3 separate regions of the Mus musculus genome follow, and regions 1 and 3 are each linked to region 2. The links are chromatin contacts, called in public Micro-C and promoter capture Hi-C maps. All regions are on one chromosome and are shown on one strand. The core of a region is the stretch at or near the end of the contact, and the rest is flanking DNA. Distances in the headings are between cores, read along the strand shown.

Evidence for each region. Promoter capture Hi-C pulls out the DNA fragments that hold promoters and counts their contacts. A called contact is a pair of places that touch in the nucleus more often than the background predicts.
Region 1: a contact with region 2 is called in a Micro-C map of embryonic stem cells, with 2.3 times the contacts expected there. The contact joins two enhancer-like sites. A contact is called at or near these places in 1 of 484 Hi-C or Micro-C datasets (embryonic stem cells), 4 of 115 datasets of contacts at active chromatin or transcription factors (cardiomyocytes, embryonic basal ganglia, embryonic stem cells and 1 more) and 1 of 9 other capture datasets (embryonic stem cells).
Region 3: a promoter capture Hi-C map of liver shows a contact between it and region 2, with 4 times the contacts expected there. The contact joins two enhancer-like sites. A contact is called at or near these places in 11 of 39 promoter capture datasets (the 3T3-L1 cell line, 3T3-L1-derived adipocytes, cranial neural crest and 7 more), 10 of 484 Hi-C or Micro-C datasets (the HL-1 cell line, the N1E-115 cell line, adipose-derived mesenchymal stem cells and 5 more) and 7 of 115 datasets of contacts at active chromatin or transcription factors (the 230-238 cell line, astrocytes, embryonic stem cells and 3 more).

What each region holds. Positions count from the first base shown.
Region 1 is chr14:100,108,430-100,113,350 of GRCm38.p6, reverse strand. It overlaps Klf12 (Kruppel-like factor 12), which reads left to right. Exons shown (of 7, transcript NM_010636.3): 2 at 3,491-3,580. Among named protein-coding and RNA genes, the nearest start is that of Klf12, 39 kb to the left of the region's middle. Within about 2 kb of position 1,445, at least 20 of the 459 cell types and tissues checked have an H3K27ac peak or open chromatin away from gene starts, as enhancers often do. A contact at or near this core is called in embryonic stem cells, where this site is marked.
Region 2 is chr14:100,457,448-100,462,080 of GRCm38.p6, reverse strand. The region is part of intron 5 of Gm34199 (a long non-coding RNA gene); the gene reads right to left. Among named protein-coding and RNA genes, the nearest start is that of Gm26367, 41 kb to the right of the region's middle. Within about 2 kb of position 2,215, at least 157 of the 459 cell types and tissues checked have an H3K27ac peak or open chromatin away from gene starts, as enhancers often do. A contact at or near this core is called in the 230-238 cell line, the N1E-115 cell line, astrocytes and 7 more, where this site is marked.
Region 3 is chr14:100,748,239-100,752,942 of GRCm38.p6, reverse strand. No RefSeq gene overlaps it. Among named protein-coding and RNA genes, the nearest start is that of Gm23538, 9.7 kb to the left of the region's middle. Within about 2 kb of position 2,617, at least 183 of the 459 cell types and tissues checked have an H3K27ac peak or open chromatin away from gene starts, as enhancers often do. A contact at or near this core is called in the 230-238 cell line, the N1E-115 cell line, astrocytes and 6 more, where this site is marked.

The sequences.
Region 1 (4,921 bases), core at 196-2,695, 350 kb after region 2:
TTTCTGGTTAGCAATTAAATATAGAGATTAAACAGTTGGGCAATGACTCTCCAGGCCTTCGCTATTCCAGTTGTCTCACAGTCTGGAGGAGGGAGAAGAAAAGTCCTGCGCTGTAGGGTAGAACAATTTGTAGAAGCTGACCTAGGGGTCATGTCCATTCCATGGATGCCCGAGTCACTGTCACTGCAGTTCAGACCTTCTTGCTGCACATCAGTTCTGAGTATGTTGCGGTGCTTGAATCAGTCACCCCTGTGCTCCTATGACGTTTGACCAAGAAAACTGCCATCTGTGGGAGTACTGTGGCACAAGGCTTACTTGGAAGGTAGATATATCCAAAGCGACATTCTCATTAACTTTACATGGATTTGTATAATAATCAAGTAATTATTATTATAAATTTTGTGGTACTTTTGATAAAATCCACTCATAAGAAACAAGGTATACATGCTGTATATAAGTATATAGTTTTATACATATATATATATATAGTATAAATTATAAATCTGAGGGACATATACCATCAAAATATTGATCCAACATAAGTATACAAATAGCTCCAGGACAAGATTGATGGTGATATCATTGTGTTTACCTCTTGGGGTTCACCGGACCCATTGATTCCATAGCCAATATGTTTTCATTGAGATCGTAGCAAGATATGTTTGACAGCAACTTCAAACTGTCAGAACCCACTGTATACTTAAATTCTGCAGTCATCTGACATCCTATGTGTCTGGACTTGTTTGTTAAGATGTAGCTACCAGTACGTTAGAAGTGTCTTCACTCTGTCTGACTACTGGATGCTGTATCACTTCCCCCCAGCGCCTTCCTGGTGATGGTTCAGAGTGTTGGGGCTCTCAGTGCTCCTTAAGTCTTTTAAGTGGGGTTAGAATCCTAGGGGTAGAGATTAATATGATTCATTTGTGAATGTGGCAATGTTGTCTGCACTAATTATCAATCATTTTACTGACCGAAAGAACTCGGCTATGGGGGCTGTGTTTCCCAGCTGGGAACATTGCTGTCTATGTTGTTGGTTATGGTTGTGGCTGGGCATGTTTCTGAAAAAGCATAGAAATGGGGTTATTCCCAAGGAAAATTGGACTTTATTAAAACATATGTGCACACACACACAAACTTATGGACCCTGGCTAAATAGACCCAGTTAGGATTTCAGATTTTCACTTCAAAGCCCTGGCTAGCTTGCAGTTTTTAAACTGCTAAGTTTATCACAGCAAGTGGAGACAGTGGTTAGAGTACACCAGCTGTAAATTGGTCCAGAACACTAAAAGGGACATTAGCCTCTAATCAGACTCTAACAGTTCATTAAGCCTTCCTTTCCAGCCAGTCCTTCCCCTCCCCACCCCCACCCCCACACTAATGTACAGCTTGGCCCAGCCTTCCCTTATAAGGTATCTTTTCCCCTTCTCAGCTGGGTAAGGCTGCTCCAGGGTAGGAAACTCATCCTTCACTGACTACTAAGGAAACGACCTTGGGAGGCTTTGTGGGGGGAGATTCCCAGAGCTGCTGAAAGAAGCTAGCTGAGTGGTGGAGGGCTGTAGAGCCACACATCCCCCCCCCCAGAGTAGCTGGTAATGCTGCAAACTGGAGGCAACAAGCTACAAGTTCTAATCTGAGAACTTCATGTGTAACGGATACCCACCCATCCCACCCCCGCCTTGAAGAAAGGATTCTAAGTTTGGAAGACGTTAACTGGGTACACCAGCGATATCTAGCAATATTGTACCTGCTTTTGCCTGCATCTGTTAGAATGTGAAATACTGGCAAAATATGGTCAACGCTGTGTACTTCCGGGAAAACCTGACAGGAAGTCTTAGTAAGCCAGGAGATGTGATCTTTTTGAATGTTCCTTGTGACTAAGGAGAGCTAGGGCAGCTTGCCATTTTCTTCTTGTTGGTTTTCTCAAAGAAACTATTTGCCAGGAGAGGCTTTCGAAGTTGTACTTCTTAGAATATTCTCATTAGGGAGCCCTTCACTGGTTCTGCGTGTGCCCTGTTGGTAGAATTTGGTAATAAAATCTCCCCTGTGATTTGTTGGAATGGCGTACTTATTTAACTTTTTCACGAAAACCAGCTGCCTGAAAAGTGAAAAACATCAAACTCCGGAAATAATACTACCTTTTATCACCCTGTAGGCAAGTATTTAGGAACTGCATAGATAGATAGATAGATAGATAGATATAGATATAGTATATATAATATATATAATATATATAATATATATACACACACATATATAAGCATATACATATACATTATACATACAAATATATATGCATAGACATATATATGCATATACACAGATTTGGTGTACTCACCAATTAACAAATGTTGAGATGTATTTTTAATAAGTTGATAAGATTAACCCACAAGAAACAAGTTATATGCACATTTGGGAATATATATTTGTATGTATATAATACAAATTTATACATGTATATGTATAATTCTTTTATCACACACACAGACACAAACACACACATATGCATACCCACTTAGTAAGATCTCTTCAGTGTCCTGTCACCTCTCTAAGGCCACTGAGCACAGAGACTTCCCTGAAACCTCAGGATCAGTCATGTCAACTCCATGAGTTGATTCAGCTTCTCGAGTTGAAGTTGGCATATTTGGGATGTGTTTTACAAGTCAATTTGGGTCCCGCTTGTGTGTCTTTCTGATTGCCTGTGTAGATGTCTGATCCAGAAAGTACCTAAAGCAGAGAGAATTGGTGAAACATAAACTGGATTTCATCTTCTCCTCAGCTCATGAACTCTTTTGAGCCACAGGTTCAATGTAGCTTTTCTTTAGAGGCAATAACCTGAGCCAAAAAATGTGTAAGAATAACGTCCTGTTCCTTATTGATGTCACTTACCTGTTCCCTTTGAAATTAAAACCCACGTTGGTTCTTTTAAAATAGTTTCTTGGGAGCTAATATGTAGGAATTTTCATTTGCTCATAATTGGCATAGTATAAAATTTCAACAAATCTAGGATTATATTATTTTGTCTTGAGATTATTCAGGCTTAGACAATATAAGTTTTTGTTTGTTTGTTTGTTTTCTGGTTTTTCTCTAATCTGACTTTTCATTTATGGCTCTGTACACAAGACAGCTGGCAGAACTAAGGATAAGAGAAAGAACCTTGCCGTGTATTTCCTCCCACTATTGAGAAGGTGTGATAAATTTTCCAGCCCCATATAAATTAATGTAATGCTTCCACACCGCAGTTTATTATGGCCTGACCTCCAACCCAGGGGTCAGAGAGTCACATTGATTTAGTCAACTTCCTAGTCATTATTTCAAATGAAAGTTCACATAGGAGGATAATTGGTCATGCTGATATCCTCATTTAATTAGGCTCCATTCTTGAAGAATTAGGTCAGCAACACTTGAGGGTTGGCAATGAAGGAAGACTCCCAGGGATGGCCTCTTCTGGCGCTGCTTCGGAACTGAATCTCACTCTTTCTTCTATCCTCAGAATCTCAGCGCCCTTGAGAACAGAATGCTAATGCTTGATGGAATGCCGGCAGTCAGAGTCAAAACCGAGCTTGTGGAATCTGAACAAGGGGTAAGCAGAGACCTCCGCAGAGGCCCCCTCCCTCTCATGACTGGCCCATTCACTTGCAGAGTTGCCCTGTCTCTTTTGTCCCCTGCCTAAGGAATCACCTGAGCCTGTCTGTGGTTGACTCTCATCCACTTGCAGCCTTAGACACCAGCATCCCCTTTGAGGTGTTCTGAAACTTAGGACTTCATGATGCACCTGAGGAGACAGACCCTTGTGGCTGAGTGAAAATTGCTGCATGCAAAGCTACCAAATCCAGAGTAAAGAGAAAGTATTGAATGTAAGATGGGAGTGTAACTCCTCAGTGTAAAATTCTAAGTTAGGAAATGGCAGAGAATAGGCATGGGAGTGCTAACTGTTGGTTAAATGGATTTCTTGGTTGTATTGTATCTAGTGCTTCTCCCTGATATTTAAAACTGTTCCAATTCTAGATGGTTGAGAAAATCGGGACAGTTAATGTGAAAAGTACCCAAAAGCATAGCTAAATTCATAAATTAATTTATGGATACAGGGTACCTAGGAACACAGAATTCATATGAAACCACAATTGGCAATTTTATTATTAATAACATTCAAAGCTTCCCTAATGGAAACCAATAAGGCCAGTATAAACAATTAGGGCATCTGACCATGGCATTTAAAGGAGAAATCACTATATCCCTGGGTACACACTGGCGACACACCTTATGACACTGCTACCTCTTAGGCAGCACAGAAAGTTGACAGGGGACATAAATAAATCCATCATTTATGCCATACTAATGTATGCCTTACTAAAAGAAATCAAAACTAAACATTAGTAATTTTGTAAAGAAATCTTTGTAAAAAAATTTAAATGTTAATATCGCCTCACAAATATTGGCTGACAATCAGTGTGGTCATGTCCATCTGGAACACCCTTAGGCCTAGCATCTTAGTGTGCCATCATCTTGGTCATGGCTGCTGAGGTTAGGGACCTGTAGGAGCCCTTTGGTTCTTTCAGTAAGTCCCACATGCCTCTGCACTAAGCAGCCCCTTGTAGCATCTCATCATCCTCTCTTTTCACTGCAAGCCTGCGCGCCAATCAGGTCTCTCCAATGGCCCCTGAGGAGGGGACTTCATCTGGATGTGTGGCACTGGCTTTTCTAACACTGAAATCAAATGTGTAGAGACTGTTCATCACTAACAATCCTTGAGGTCTGTGCTGCAATAAGGACCCCTCCGTGCTCAGAGAGTAGAGAGTATCGTCAAAGAGAGGAGCACACAGGACCAGTGTTAGCCCTTCAGAGATAAGCTTTGTGGGAAAGTTCTGTGTTCCTCTGTAGCTTCCGGTCAGGCCCATCAGGTTAACCTTCCCCATCCTTCAAA
Region 2 (4,633 bases), core at 966-3,465:
ACTATGGGTGCAATCAATGAAGCATCCTTTCTCACACTGTCCCTGACTTGTTAGATGGACCACGGGATGCCCTGTAGGCAGGGCCTGAACTATAAAGTCTGCTATATTTGTTTTCAGAACAAATGTTTAAAATGTTCACTTTCCAGCAGTTTATGGAGGTACAAACACTAAATGGGGGGGGGGGGGGAATCTGAGTATGTAAAAAAAAAAACGCAGTGCCTAAAACTCTCCAGAAGTACTTAGAATGGCAGGGCTTTTAACCAATGAAATGTAAGATTAAAGGCACACATTGTTACCATTCAGCAAATAATAAGAAGCAGGTATAAGTATGACATCACTGAAAGCTGCTCTCATTGGCCATCTCTCTGTGTGCCGTTACTGTTCTATTTGTGGAAGCAGCAGCCTTATTCAAATTAACCTTTCCACACAGTGGGGGCGGGGTGAGTAATACACTCTGCAGTACTTCCCCTGAAGGTGATGTGCTCTTGCCTTCAGCGTACACTGCCTCTGAGCAGGCAAAATAAAAATAAATTCAGCTGTGGCAGGGCTTCAGAGAGAGCCGCTGCTGGAATTAGATCAGGTCAGCTGAAGGAATCTGTGCCTGAGTTACAACAAATTTCTGAATTTTCTCTTTGCTCGATCTCGTTCCTGCCCTGTTATTTCCCCATGTCTCATTCCTGTCCTCAACTGGCTGCAGAGACTAAACTTGGTAGGCCTCCAACGGATCACTGGAGGGAGCAATGTCTTTGAATACAAATGTCTCTGTCCTGCGCTGTGTGGGGGTCTAGCAGACAGGTCACATTAACAGATGGTTTTCTGAAATTGTAGAAATCCTCAGGAGAACGGGTCTGATGAGATAATTTAATCACATTTACTGTAGGCTGAGGGACTGTCATTCTGTATCCTGTGACAGTTATGTAAGCCGGGGCCTCTAGCTACATTCGTGACATAGGGGAGGCTCTGCTCTGCCTTTCGCTCTTAGAACTTTCCCTCAGCTTTGCAGGAAAAAAGTCCAGCATCAAGGCAAGGTTCTTGATCTTATCAGTGGCCCTTCTTAGTCTCAAGAACTTTGCAGTTTGGCCAGAATAAATGGTTATAGGTCCTGGTCCTTTTTATTTGGGCCTCATCACACTCCTGTCTTCTTGTTCCTTGTGATCTTTGAAGGTCTGTCATCATGTACTTCTGAACTCCACCTTGAAGAATATTGGCTTCAGCCATGGTATGTCTTCAGTGTTTATAGACATCTCTTTCACGGCCTTGCCCACCACCTCTTTCCTTACCCTCAACTCTTCTCTGCTTGTCAAAGTCAAATCCGAAATGCAAGTGAGCAACACCACAGAGACAGGAAGTTTGGCAAAGGGAGTTGGATTTCAGGTCAGAGCACAAGTTGGCTCATGCCAAAAGTTCCCTACCATCATTTAGTGAAAGGGATGATAACCTTACAGCGGTACTGAAGGATACCTCCTTTAACCGGTGCTGGAACCCGAGAGTACAGTCCATGAAGACTCATTAAAAAAAGATAATAAAAATCGAGTAAAATATTAAAGAAAACACGTGTTAGAAACAGCACTGGTGGTTGGGGTATATTTTTATTTACTCACAACCCAGCCCCATCTATGTTTATTTTCTTTTATTCAATTTATTTTATTTTATTTTGTTTCCATGTTATTATTAGCTCCTTTAAATGTATCTGGATGCTGTAGCTGCGGCTGGGTTCTGAAGAACACATCCAAGATTCAGAAAGTAGCTTGTGTGCTGACGACTACGGCAAAACGTGTTCCTATGTTGTTTCTTAAAGGGGCTCAATAATATAGAAGGTTGAATACTGAGGATGCTGGGAAATTTGTTGGCCAGTGGAAAGTAGGTGCTACAGACAGACAGATGGACAGATGGACAGACAGGCGGACAATCAGACAGCCAGACAGGGGAACAAAAAGGATGCGACACAGGTTCCAAGTCCTTCCACTCTAGTGCTCAGAGCCCCTTCCTGCCACACCCTGCAGCTCACTGCCACCAAGAGTCATGTTGAGCTACTTTCTTCTGACAATACAGGAGTCTAGACAGATTAGCAGAGCTTTGGGTGCCTCTATACCCACGGGCATTAGGTTTCTTAACTTTCATTTCTTGACTCTGCCCCTTTCCTGTCTAGCCCTACCCAGACCTTCCTTTGAAATCAGACCATTTCTGGGCACACCTAGCCAGCCACCCCCACTGAGAGGAGCTCCGGAGGCTGCCTTTTGACCTGGCACTGCACCTGGTTCCAGCTCCTGGTGCCTGAGAGCCGCATTGTTCCTGGGTTAAATGAAGTTTTGGGGAAATGACTTTCAGATGTGAGCATCCCCCTCTGGGGCTGGCTTACCCTCCTGCGCTGCCTCCCTGACGTTTGGAATCCCATAAAAAAAATCATCTTTGTTTGGCTCGGGATGAAAAAAAAAAGACTCATGAGATAACATCTTAGATGACATGGGCTGACAAAATCCGAAATACTTCATATTGTGACCACCACCGAATAACTTAATTACTGCCTTTTTCTTGCGCTTACCTTTTTAGTTTGCTTCTTATGTGGTAACTCTCCCATCCCCGGGGTTATTTTAGTCAGTGGCCACAAATTACTGTGACTTTCTTTATCTGAACTCTGATCAGAAAACTGCCTAGTTCTCCTCAGTGTGTTGGGTGGATGGTGCTTTTTTTCCCCTCTCCTCTCCCCTCCCCTTCAAACCAGAAAAGTAGCTGCTGAAAGCTGAACGGTTGCCATGACAACCTCTTGGCAGCTTCCTAGGCGAGTAACAGTGTTGATTTCCCCCGGCGGGTGGGAGGGGGTGGAGCTCTAAGGAGGTAAAGAAAGGTTACTGTGCACTTAGTTAATATGCAAAACCACTTACACAGTGCTGGGTGAGCAATGAATAAGTGCAAACAAAGCCACGCTTGATCAGCTAACATGGACTTTGCACACAAGTACATCTGTCCAAGGATGCAGATGTTGGCTCAGAGGGAAATTTTGCCATTGGACAGGAAAGGACAGAAGAGGTCACACTCCAAGAGGTTAAACAGGATTTCTGTAGTGGTTGGAGAGTGTGGATGAAGTAAAGAAAGCAGGGTTTTAATTGCCTTTTTCCTTTTTTTTTTTTCCTCTTTGTTCAAAGAAAAACATAACGCTCTGAATTGCAGGATGGTGTTTTCCCTGAAAATCTAACACACTGAAGTTCAAGTTTGCATCAATTAAACTCTATGTAAGATAAACCAATATGTTCAGATATACGCAAGTATAGCATAATTTGGTTTGTGCTTGAACAAAACATACGGCTGAATGGCATCGTTCACCCCAGAGTTTACAGACAAAGAAGCAGTTTAGTAACTTAGGGCTGGGGGGGGGGGGGGGTTGCCGAATGTTGAAATTTTCTCTGTCTCTCTCTGTCTTTCCATTTCTCTGTCAGTGTCTCTGCCTCCTTTCCCTTTCTCCCTCTCCCTCTCCTTCTCCCTCCCTTCTCACCCCAGCACTCTTTTCCATGCCTTGCTTTGGTAGCTTCTTGTTTGATTCCTGGGGCCTAGGCAGAGGAACTCAGGAACCGTGAGAATAGGCTACACGGGCGAGGGTCACCTGCATGAGAGCAGACTGGCTGGACACTGAGGAGGCAGCAATGGGCCCCCCACCTCCTGGCCAGCAGTTTTGTGTGGAAGAGGCAGGTTGAGGGAAGGGTGCAGCAGGAGCAGAGGTCTGCCCAGCAGGTGTCACTAGGGATTTAAAGCTTACCAGACCTTTGGGACTAAGGCTAAGAAGTGGCCACGTAGTGATTAATGAAGCTTCCTTTCAAATAATTTTGAGAGACAATATGTGTGTTCTCCTTCTAAGGGAAATTAGAAATGAAAGCTAAAGCTTGCCTGCAGAGGAAGAGATTCTGGACCATAATTTCAAGGCTCTTATCTCCATTTATGAGTCTCCATTCCAAATACCAGAAGTCAGGAATAGAAAACTCAGCAAAGTTCATGGAGTCCAGGAGTGGGGAAATACTCATGGCAAGCCAAAGCAAATACAATGAGGTATTATTTATTCTGATGCTTCCAGACTAGGTCAGCCTCCTGCCTAAACACATAGATGCTGACTTTGTCGGGGTTAAGATCGCACTCAGAAACTACAAATTTCCTGAGAGCCTCAGTATAAATTAAGTCAGCTCATATTTTATCATTGCTTAATACTTCTTTTTTTTGACAAAGCTATATGAAGTCTGAATTTCACTTTTTAGAAAACTGTGTTGATATTATTAACTTTCTAAGTTATACATCTAGAAAATGTGACTATATGTATAAACATATATAACACATATACATATAAGTTATAAATATTACACACATACACACTTTTCTCTCTCTCTCTCTCTCTCTATCTCACACACACACACACTCAAACACACACACACACACATACACACACACACACACACACACACACACACACACACTTTCTTCCCTAAGAGTTAAGGTTTAGATCTTCAGAAGACTCCCTGAATACTTTTACTGCTCTCAACTTTGCTTTGTCTTCCTGAGAGTCCAGTGTTTACCATTTTCATCATGACTTCAGTAGACTTTCTACCAGACTTTTCTTACATTGTTGCACATAGTGGCCCTCTACCTTGCA
Region 3 (4,704 bases), core at 1,368-3,867, 290 kb before region 2:
GGGAGGAGTTTTCCGGAAGCTCTTTTCTGAGAAGTCAGCTCTTGCAAGTTCTCGGACTTGGGCAAACACGCCACTCCTATGCCTTGTATGTGAGTCCATTGCCATGGGCTTCGGAATCTCAGACCTTGGTAACTAGGCCTGGAACAGAAGCTGTCATGCCCCCAAGCTACCTAGTGTCAGTTTACAGTTCCTCAGACCTATGAACCTTATCATTCTTCCTTCTATGCCCAGGTAGAGAGAATGAACAAGAATCTAACTACTGTCCAGTCCGCCCTAACCCGTCTTGCTCCCACCCTGACCAGACACCTGGAGGACGTCTATCTCCCCGTGGCTCCCCTGGCTCATTTCACTCCTAACATGCCAGATGAACCTCGAGTGTTCTCTTTGCTCCCTAGCCACTATAGCGTCTGCTTCTGAGGCACTAGGACTTACTTAGATGAGATTAAACACAAGAGCAGCAAACAGCTTCTGAGACTCCTACGGTGCCTCTCTTTGGGCAGGACCCAGCCTTCTATTGTACAGTCCCTCACACTACAAGTGAAATAATTTTTCATTCTGTCCTAATGTCACCCAGAAATAGGAAACACCAAAGTGTTCCCACCATGGCCTGGGAAGCTGTCATTTGTGCTTTAAACGTGACTCGGATGATGATGGTTTAGTTAAACTTCAAAAACGATTTCATATTTTCAAATATATCTTTATAAGAAAATATACCGGGCGTGGTGGCGCACGCCTTTAATCCCAGCACTCGGGAGGCAGAGACAGGTGGATTTCTGAGTTCGAGGCCAGCCTGGTCTACAAAGTGAGTTCCAGGACAGCCAGGGCTGTACAGAGAAACCCTGTCTCAAAAAAACAAAAAACAAAACAAAACAAAACAAAACACAAAACAAAACAGAACAAAATAAATGTAGTTCTATTACATCTTAAGTACTGATTTGTTTTCCTTTTTGCATTCATCCTACCCATTTCTAATTCTACTAATTGTATTAGGAGCCCAACAGGGCAGAAATAGGCTTCACTTCAGAGGTCATTGTTTGACAGTGAAAACAGTCATTGGAATATTGAAATAGGCCCAAAAATTATTAGAAGCACCAAAGGGGACCATTGTAGCAATTCTAAATTTTCTGCAGATTTCCCCCTCGAAGGTTATAAATACCCTTAGAAAGCCATGCGAATTTTATCACAGCAGCTCAGGGGCAATGTTTACTTCTTTCTCAGCTGAGATATTTCTGTAAACAATAGGTCCTCCTGAGAAAGCCGGATTCCCAATGTGCTTGATAACAGTTTGCTGTTTGTCAAATTGGCAAGTTGGGCAGTGTTCTGCTTTTCTCTCTGACAGGAACTATTGCTTCCTTCCAGGAGAGTGAACCGATTTCAAAGCAAGACAGACAATGAACAAGGGGCTTCACCTACAGAACCTCATAGTGTCTGAGGTCTTTGAAACCTTTAATGTGTCTCCACATATTCCACAGATGAGCATCGATAGTTCAAATTTGCTTGATTAAAAGTAAGAATTGAGGACTGGGCTTCCCTTTGAAAAGATTGCCTGTACGGTTGGGGCTTAGGTATATGTTATTAGTTTCCTTCTGAAGGATATACAATTGATACTTAACTCAAAAGTATGGACAGATGATTATTAATGGTGATTTTAAAATCAAGACTCTAGCTTAGACACTTTCCAAAGCTGGGCTGTTTAATCTGAACAGATGCTTTCTGCAGGAGAGCCGCGAGACATCAATCCAACCTGTTCCTTTTTATGGTCCGTCCCATTATCTGTTCTCCCATAATTTGTATGCACATTTTTGCCTTCGATCTCTCAGCTCGAAAGTCCTCATTCAGACCGTGGCTGGAACAGACAAATCAGGAGGCTTCGGCACACAGGTGCCATTACCTATGATGCATTTGAATCCATGCAAATGTCAAGATGTAGCTGCAGAAAGGTTACCTCCCCACACTGCGGGGGGGAAAATCACTCTGCCAAGTGCCAAACTTTTATGTGCGCTGTCTTTTTCTTAGCCAGTGTGTGAGTGGGGGTGGGGGTGGAGTTGGGGGTGGGTGGAGGGGTCAATCAGGGAAACTGATCCCTAAATTGGTGTCTCCTGAAAAAAGGCAAACTTTATTCAGAAGGTTCAGACCTTCACCTATGGCCAGCATGGGCGGGTTTGTTTTGCGATGGTCCATCTTTGAAGATTAGGACTTTTATCTTGTGTCTGGTAAACAGTTTCAGTCTTAGAATGGACAGTCCTATGCTTGATGCACTCGGCTTGAAAGTCAAGGGCCCCATTTGTCTGGATTCTTCATAGATGTCTGGGATCTTTACCTCTTTTCAGACTCGGAAGACCTTATTTCGAATTATCCCACTCCAGAGGAAAACAGGTGAAGCAGAGGCCCTTTCAGGGGCTCTGCACACAGGGAGGCTGCAGTCTAGAGAGACTCCGAGGAAGTCTCTTTTGCTCCCGCTGCTTTCCGCTATTTTGTTCCGCTCACCAGTTGGGAGGAGAGGTGGGGACACACACGCTGGCTTTCTCTCCAAGGCGCAGCTGAGACCTTTAGGAAATCACTGCGGAGGCAGAAGCGGCAAGGCGCTATTTTTAGCTCCAAATTGATTCAGCTGCAGTCCCTGCTGCCTCTGACTTCATTGCCTCCCGGCCCACCCCTTGCTGTCCTCACTCCCAGCTTCAGCTTGACTTCCTGTGCCGCCCCTTTTTCCACCCCACCCCCCACCCTCCCCACCCCGTGCTGTTAGCTCCCTCCCTCCCTCTCCCTCCAGTCCCGGGCAAGGCTGGGCACGGGCTGGCTGCTAGTAAGTCCAGTTTATAGGGAAAGCTACAAGGACTGATAGTGCCTCAGGCTGTGACATCCCTCAGAGGCTGCAGCTGGCCAAGAGCAGAGCCTCTCCGGGTTCAGCCATCCTCGATTGTTCACCCCTACCCTTGCCCTTGGGACAGAGTTCCAAGAAGAAAGTTCTTCAGTTGCAATGCTGTGCTCCGGAACATCTGCCAAGTGTGTCCCATCTGGCCAAGGTCTACGCTTTCAAACATTATGCTAGGAAGAAAGGGCAGACACTGGGTGGCTTTTCTTCTTCCTCAGGATGTCTGTACAGATGAGCCTGGAAAGGGTCGCTTGCTGAGAGGAAGGGTGAGGAACAAGCAAGGCAGTACAGGCCACCTGCCTTTGTTTGCATGTGGGGTTAGCAGTGACCCCCTTCCTCTGACCCTGAAGGCCAGGGTAATTCCAAAGTCAAGTGGGGGCCTATTCATTTTCTATTTATGACTCCATTTTCTATGTCTAGTAAGTAAGGCAATGGCCCTCAGAAACCCTAGCTGCACTAACATACATTACGAGTAAAAATGTAGATGTCAAACGGGAAGAACATAAGAATGCTTATAAGCTAAGGATTAGATGGTTCCCAAGTCCTTTGTTAATTGTCCAACTAAGACCTCGATGGTGCACAGCCTGGGAAACTTGTGCACTCTGCTTGAGTGGAAAAGAGGCAGCCACTTCCACTCCCGTAATGTGTTAGAATCGAATCTGGCTCTGGCAGCACTAACAAATAGCTGAGCCATCCGTCCTCAGGAGGCCAATTAAACCTAAAGTAACAATGAACACAGAGAAAGGAAATTTATTCAGTGAGGCACACTGGGAAGAGGAACAAAGTCCATCTTCCAGGTCCTGTCATAGGGTGTAGGTTTAAATGGATGGTAGGATATATGCATGATTGGGCAGTCCAAGTCAATGTGTAGGCATGGCACCATTGACCCATCTGCACTACGGTTTGTCATCACTATGAAATCTCTCTCTCTCTCTCTGTGTCTCTCTCTCTCTGTCTCTCTCTCTGTCTCTCTCTCTGTCTCTCTCTCTGTCTCTCTCTCTGTCTCTCTCTCTGTCTCTCTCTCTCTCTGTCTCTCTCTCTCTCTGTCTCTCTCTCTCTCTGTCTCTCTCTCTCTCTGTCTCTCTCTCTCTCTGTCTCTCTCTCTGTCTCTCTCTGTGTCTCTCTCTGTCTCTCTCTGTTTCTCTCTCTGTCTCTCTCTCTCTGTCTCTCTCTCTCTGTCTCTCTCTCTCTGTGTCTCTCTCTCTCTGTCTCTCTCTCTCTGTCTCTCTCTCTCTGTCTCTCTCTCTCTGTCTCTCTCTCTCTGTCTCTCTCTCTCTGTCTCTCTCTCTCTGTGTCTCTCTCTCTCTGTCTCTCTCTGACTGTCCTGGAACTCACTTTGTAGACCAAGCTGGCCTTGAACTCAGAAATCTACCTGCCTCTGCCTCCCAAGTGCTGGGATTAAAGGCATGCGCCACCACCGCCCTCCTTGAAATCTCTTCTTGGAAGACAAGTTTCTCCTCCCAGCACCAGATTCCTGAGGAAACTCCCAGAGGCCATCATTTCAACAGCTGGTAACAAAAGAGAGATTCACACTTGTCTCTCCTTAGAATGTTTAAATGTCTGCCAATACAAAAGTGGTGGTAATCTCTCAGTAAAGACCTTTGAATAAAATAGCTGGTGTTCTAGGGATGCTGATGCAAATAGGACCCTCACTAGGAGTGTGTGCATCCCTAAGATTTATGTATTGAAACAGAATCATCACTACAAACAGTTAGGAGAGGTGGCCTTAGTAAGTAAGCAACGGACTCATGGCAGCAAAGCCTTCATGAATGGGATTAGCAGGGAAATGAGTTCATCATTTGTTTCTCTCTGCCCAAGTGAACACTCCATCT